Linked DNA regions of Anser cygnoides: region 1 is linked to region 2. Evidence: chromatin contacts called from public Hi-C data. All regions are on one chromosome and are shown on one strand. The core of a region is the stretch at or near the end of the contact, and the rest is flanking DNA. Distances in the headings are between cores, read along the strand shown.

The links. Hi-C and Micro-C count contacts between places; a contact is called where the count stands out from the background.
Region 1: a contact with region 2 is called in a Hi-C map of granulosa cells, with 4 times the contacts expected there. The contact joins two enhancer-like sites. A contact is called at or near these places in 3 of 7 Hi-C or Micro-C datasets (granulosa cells and liver).

The regions. Positions count from the first base shown.
Region 1 is chr3:107,193,446-107,196,973 of Taihu_goose_T2T_genome, forward strand. No RefSeq gene overlaps it. Among named protein-coding and RNA genes, the nearest start is that of ODC1, 16 kb to the right of the region's middle. Within about 2 kb of position 2,251, at least 1 of the 3 cell types and tissues checked has open chromatin away from gene starts, as enhancers often do.
Region 2 is chr3:106,933,553-106,936,986 of Taihu_goose_T2T_genome, forward strand. No RefSeq gene overlaps it. Among named protein-coding and RNA genes, the nearest start is that of RRM2, 11 kb to the left of the region's middle. Within about 2 kb of position 1,904, at least 2 of the 3 cell types and tissues checked have open chromatin away from gene starts, as enhancers often do.

The DNA.
Region 1 (3,528 bases), core at 1,001-3,500, 260 kb after region 2:
GAGCCCCGGGATGTGGCGATGGCACAGAGGACACCAACTGATGGCAATCCCCTTCCCACCCCAGCTGGATTTGCCATAGCTCTGCAAGACACCTTGCAGCTGAGCTTGTCGTTGGGCATGGGGTGGTGGTGACAGCCGTGCGTCTTGCCAGGACAAAGATCTGCTCAGGGTTTCCCTCTAGACCATGTGGCAAGTTCCGACATACCCAGAAGGCAGCAAGTGGTGCCAAGGCAGCAGGAGTTAAGCCCTAGCTGCAGCAGGTGGCACTGGGACTTCCTCAGGACATCAAGCTCAAAGGCACGCAGAAGCAGGAGCACGACGGCTGGGGTGGGAGCGAGCTGAGGCTGGACCAGCCTGGCCTGTTTTTGCCTCTCGCAATAGCGATGTTTGGCCATTACGCCACCAGTATGGAAGCGAGAAGCCAAGTTGCAAAAATTATTTCTTTAACCAGACATCCAGGTGGAAACAACGATTCCCCCCAGCTCTGGATGTCAGAGAACCAGCCAGAGCAGCCGTGCCAACCTGAAATGCCACAGGAAAGGTTTTACAGCAGCCCATTAAAAGGAACAGCAGCAAATTGCTAGGATCAGGTGGTATCCACCCGAGTGCACTAAAAGAGCAGGAAGATGAGAGTGTAACCTCTCATTTTTATCAGCCTTTGGCAAACACGATACCAGATTATTATATTTTTTTAAATGACTCCAGGGACAGTCACAGAAACTCCAGAGCAGTAAGCTTGATGTCTGAACCAGAAAAAAAAAAACAACTGGTAGAAAGTACAGCAAAGTGCAGACGTTGAAGATCCTGGGATAAATGTGATTTATTAGGGAAGAGACAAAATGGGCTTTTACAAATGAAGGTCTTGCCTCATGAATCTATTAGCGGTCTTTGCAGTAAGGCATCGTTAAATGATCTGGAAAGGGATGGAGAGGTGCAGTGAGACAAAGTTTTCCAGTGATACAGAATTGTCTGGGATAGCCAGAGCTGGTGGAAAGCTTGGTGCTGCTGACTGGACAGTGAAAAAATAGCCCTAACTGTTCGTAAACAGCAAAGAGGTCCAAATAAGCGTGATGTTGGGATCACCTTGGGTAGGTCTGAAAATATCAGCTAAATTCTCGGTCACAGAACCATAGGCCACCCAACTTCGCCTTGAGCACTTCCAGGAATACACAGCTTCTCTGGGCAACCTGTGCCAGTGCCTCACCACCCTCTGAGTGAAGAATTTCTTCCTCATATCTAATCTAAACCTACCCTCTTGTAGTTTAAAGCCATCACCCCTTGTCCTATCACTACCCTCCCTGACAGAGTCCCTCCCCAGCATTCCTGTAGGCCCCCTACAATCTATACCATGCTTGGGCTTTGGGGGAGCCTTTGGGTTTAGGATGTTATTAAATTGTGAACCAAGCATCACACAGGGCTGCAGTGGCCTCCGGAACCTCCTTCAGCTGCTGGGGCAGAGCCAGGGCTGCCCGGCCTGCCCCCACGGCAGTGTCCCGGGCCCTGAGCCTCCAGGCCTCAGCAGCTGGTACCCACGGCTGGTGTCGTGTCAGGCCTGTGCCAAATAGCTTCACAGCTTCTTCACACTGGCAGGGAACATTTCGATCAGCCTGTCTGACCCTTCGGGTGCCACAGGTTGGGGAATTTTTGCACCAGGCCGGGGCCTTCGGCCTGAGGGCGCTGAATGCAGTTGGTGGTGTGAGGGCTCGTTTCTCTTCAGCCCAGCGCTGCCTTGGCTGCTCCCGGCTCTCCCAAAGGCGAACAAGCTGCCATTTCTCAGGACAAAACATCTCACTATGCACTAGCAATTTAGCACTTAAAACTCTGGGTCAGAAATAGCGGGGCCGAGGAGGCTTTTTAATGCCTTCCCACTTGCTGCGCAGGCACAGGAGCCCCAGCCCCAGGAGGCACAGCAGGCTCACGGGGGGTTTGGGGAGCACAGGGGATAGCAGAGGGTGCTTTTTCTGTGCCGCTGGGCATTTCTGGGGATGGTGCTGGGGAGCCGGGCCTGTGGAGATGTGCTCTGCCTTGCTGCAGGCCTTCTGGCATCACCCCCCCAAAAAAGCAGCGGGAAGCGCCCAGCCTCTCCCAGGGCACTTTTTGGGTACCAGCCCTCCTGGTGCCCCCTGCCCTCCTCCTCCCTCCCCACCACCAACAAAGCTGGAGGGGTAAGGAGCCAGAGCAGGTCGGCGTAGCTGCTGGCAGCACCAAGTCCCCTCCCTGTGCTGGGGCTGCCCAGGAGCCGGTGAGAGCAGGGAGCCGAGGCAGGCGGTCCCATGAGCTGCTGCTGCCACCTAGCCCTCGCACCCACACCTGCTGCTGGTTTTCCCCTTCAAATCGCCGGTTTTCTGCAATTTTCCTCTTCTGAGCCACCAAGGAAAAAAATATTTAAGGTCTAATTTTTCTGTTCTCTTCACCTCCTTTTCTGAGGTTGCTGCCTTGCTTGCTGCAGTACTTAGGGCCAGGGCATGGTCCTAGTAAAAGCTCATTAAGAGATGCTCCTGTGGATGTTAACTTGCAGCTGCTTTTCTCTGTGGGGGTTTGGCCTCCTCCAGCACGCTGTGGCTCTCTTGAGCCCACACGGATCTCACCAAGGACAGGCTGCTTTTGCCAGCAGCCAAATCACTTCCCCCAGGACCGTCAGGAAATGTGAGCGTGGAGGAGAGGGGTGAGCTAGTGACATGCCTGGATCCTGCTCTCCATTACAAGCTAAACTTGTGAGCTTGAGATCCCAGCTTAGATCCTCAAAGGGAGTGTACTGAAGATGCTGCTCATGGGCTGCTTCCTAAATCTTGAAGTGCCTCTGGGCATTCCCCTTCCAGTTCTGTTTTGTGATGAACATACAGGATGTTCAACAGGCAAACCAGAGCAGGAGAAACCACTGCTTCCCCCTTTCCCCATGGTCATGGGCTCAGATCTAGCCAGAATTTTGGGGCCATGATTGCTGAGCTGCCTCCTTCCACCCAGCACCTCGCACTCATGAGCATCCTAAACCTGAGGCTGGGGACATTTTTTTTCTGACCCATTCTCATCTTTTTGCTGAGCCATTTGCTCCCTGAAGCATCTGTAGCCGCCGTCTGACCCAGGAGGGAGTGGGAATGGTGTTCCCAAATCTCACAGGTGGCACATTCAGTTGGTAAAAGGGGAGAGTGCCATGGAAAGTGCTTCAGGAGGGCTCATCTCCACCTTGTGAGGGTCGGGGCTCCTGGGTGAGGAACCTTCGTGAGCCTTGTGTCCTCATGGTGGAGAATTCTGCCACCCAGCCCAACCACCGTGGTCCCAGCTTGTGTCTTCTGCCTCTTGGTTAACATCAGCTGTTCCCCGAAGCTGCACTAAGGAAGATGGCATGAGTCAGTACTTACCCCAGCAAAAAAAAACCCTGACGGCAGAGAGCCTAAATTAAGCCCAGGAGCAATAGAGGCGAATTAAAACATCTCTGAAATAACTACTGGGAGAGCCAAGCCTTGGGCTGGACTCCAAGCAGAAAGCTGGAAAATGAGGGGATACTTGAGGTAACAGCCTTAAACAAAT
Region 2 (3,434 bases), core at 654-3,153:
AGAAGCTGGGGGCCCATCTCTTCATTTCAAAATGCCATTTGGTGCCTGTTTGACCACTTACACACTGTTTTATTTTAAATTTTGCTGGCCTTCTCTGATAACTGTAGCCACATTGTTTCAGCAGTCATTGATTAATGGCAAAGGGAATTTCGTCCTATCCTCCTGGGTAACTTAAATATTTTTGTCAGAATTTTATCCCTGAGCCACTAAACTGGCAAAATCCTTGTGATTCAAAATCAGGATGAAGCACTGGGCTTCGGCTGTACTTCTTGCGGTGACTTTCTCACTTCCTTTGCACTGCTTTACGTAATAATTTTGTTTTGATGTGATCCAGGAGCTTTCAATAAGTGTTTGTGTCAGTGCTTCAGAACAAATCTCCATCCTCCCACCTCGAATCACTGTTCTGCGAGACACTGAAATGTGTTTTCCCAGTTCAGGACACAAATGAATAGCAGTCTCTGGTTGCCACCTGCTCTGGTTTTATCTTGGTTCTGTAAGTAGCAAAGTGTGCTGACAGCCAGATTCGTATACCTCTCTCCCTTGTATTTAATTAAAAGATTTCTCTGCCATGAATTGATTTTCAGGGTGATGCTAAAATGTTTCACCCCCACCAAAAAAAAGTACACTTCTGTGCTTCAAAAGTTAAAGTTCAGTGGAGCAGAAGGGAGCAGGGACTTGGCAGGGAAGCCGTGGAGCAATGAGCTTTCATTAGATGAACTTCAGAAGCAGCACTGTGTTTAGGCAGGGAGTGTATTGGAAATGAGCATTTCACAACAGAAATGTTAGCAGGGCCAAGTGTTCCCATTTGCAAGTGTCTGTTCTGGCCGTAAGTTTCTGCGATGCCACTTAAATGCAGCCCCAGCTATAAGGAGGAGTGAAATGTAATTCCCTCCTAGAAGGAATCAAAATATTAATTGTGTATTGGATTCTCTAACAGCTTCAAGCAAAACACATTCAAGGCTTAACAATGACTTTGCTGTTTCGATTACCGCTTCTGGAAATTGCATCTCCTATTGATGTAGCTATTACAGTTACTCCTGATAATGCTGTAAATACATGCGGACGTACAGAAAACTGAGCCTGATCTGGTTATTATTGCTGCGTGTGAGTTAAGACTGGCAAATGTTGGAGAATGTAACAGGATTATTTTTTAATACACATTTTCCATAAAATGGTTATCCCTTGTCAAATTGAAAAGCTATTTACTATGTGAAGTAGGCTAATTTTATGGTAAGTTTTTAATCTTGCAGTCTTTTTCATCATTCAGCTGTTACTGCACTTGCTGTTACTAAATCCCAGGATTACATATGAAATCGCAGGACGGCTGGATTGCATTTAAATTAATTAAAGCAAAAATGTTTCAGGTGAAATGCTCAATATTGTGTAGATAATCAAGAAGCAGATGCAATTTCACCTCTTGCATCCCCACATAACACATGGAAAAGGACTGAGATTTAAATGTGCACAAACTCAAGCATCACTGCTCAGACTCCACATGGGGGGGGGGTGAATTTTGGGCAGATTAGGGAAAGTTGTTCGTAATGATGAAGTAACTTTGCCTGAAGAGACATTCAGGACCAGGCTTCCCCATAAGCACAGCCACGCAGCTGGTCCTTGTGGTGGCATTGACACAAGTGTGCAGTGATTCCTTTGGGCCATTCCTGCAGGACATCTCCGCGTCTGAGCCTCCTGTGGCTGCTGTCCCATCGCCTCTGCAGGTGAACTCAGGCTTTCTTCTACCTCCTGCTCACCAATCTATGCTCCAGTTCTCCATCAGCTCAAGCAGAATTTCTCTTGGAGTTAGGTGGCTGCCCCAGCACTCAGTCTAAAACCTGGTTTTGCAATAACTTGTGGTTGACTGCAGGTAGCTGCTGCAAGCACTACAGCCGGCTGTCAGCAGGGGGGCTCCTGCACAAGGAAACCAGCAGTGAGCCCAGCAGTGCAGTGACCGGGCTGCTGGCCCAGCTGTCTGTGAGGTGCCAGGTGACTGTCACATTTGGGGTGAAGGCTGGGCTGCTGGGGCTTCCCCTGCAGGAAAACACGGGATCTATTCCTGTAGTTGCTGCAGCAGTACAGGGCATCCCCTGCTTGTTTGCTTGCAGAGCTCACAGTCAGAGTACGCATGCAAATCCTCTCTACAAGATTTTATAGCAGACTTTTTGCTATGTGGGCTGCTGAGGTTTTGGGGAGCTGCTGATTCTGCAGCACAAGTCCTTCCCTTGCAACCTCCTGGGTATGGGACTATGAGAAAGTGCATCACACTCACCTAATTTCACCTTGCAATACAATTGAGGATGGGAATAATTCCTTTAGTGGATGTGCCGTGTATTTTAACCAATGACAGAACTTAGTTCTTACTTGTGCCCACTGCTCTGCCCTTTTTGAGCTGTGCTGAGCTTTCTTTTTGGATGCTGGGGCTATAGCAAGCAAGCTGTGCATCTCCTATAGAGATGGACTCCCCAGGATGCTGTCACAAGTGCCCTCAGTGGGGGAGAGCATAATGTTTGTTAATTTAGGCTTTTCCCACCAAAATCAGGGTTGTGCCTCTCCTTCCAGCCTCCTGCAGAATAAAATCAATCCAAACAGGGAGGTGGACTTAATGTTGTTAGAAATATTGGGCTGGGTGGGAGGGTGTGATGAGAAGACAGCAGAGGTGGGTTCTTCATTTTTTCCTGTAAATCTTCCACTTAGGATAGTGTCAGTCCAGCAATAATTTATATCAGGTAAAATTGTACGGTAAATCTAGGGTGAGGTGTTAATGGTGGGTTTAATAGGTCTGAACATGTGCATGCTCTCTCCCTGCTGCTAGCCAAAGCACTAGCTGGTATTTAACCCAGGTGGAAGGCAGCTCTTGTTTTGAGTGGCTTCACCTGGAGAGCATGTTTGACTTGCTGAGAAAACCGTGTATTGCTGAGCTTGGTAGCTCATTTAAAACACTGGGCTGTGAATGGAGCTGTCATGTCAGCTGAACAGCTCTGGGGGTTCACCACCGAGCAGGACATGGGGCAGCTTTGAGGACAAAGCTTGAATTTTGTAGCACAGGGCTATTGGAGGAGGGATGGAGCTGGGCAGCACTGTCCTGTACAGCTCCCTCCTTTCAGTTTTTGTGCTGCTCCCCTGGCCCACACCCCGGCAAAGCAGACCTTCATTAGCAGCATCTATCTCAATGGGGCTAATTAGCAGGTTGGTCCTGCTCTTTGGCTACGTGAGGCTGCGAAAAGCTTGCCAGTGTTCAGAAGGGCTGTAAATGCCCTGCTGTGGAAACTCAGAAATACCTTCCACTGGCTTACATAGGCCCTTTGGCCCCAAATACAGTGGTTTAACTATCTGTTGCTTCCCATATGTTAAAAGCATAAAAGGTTTACCTCACATCAGCCTGTCCTACACATGCCAACTGGCAGAAGCCACATAAAAGTGCCATGGTGAGAGGCGAA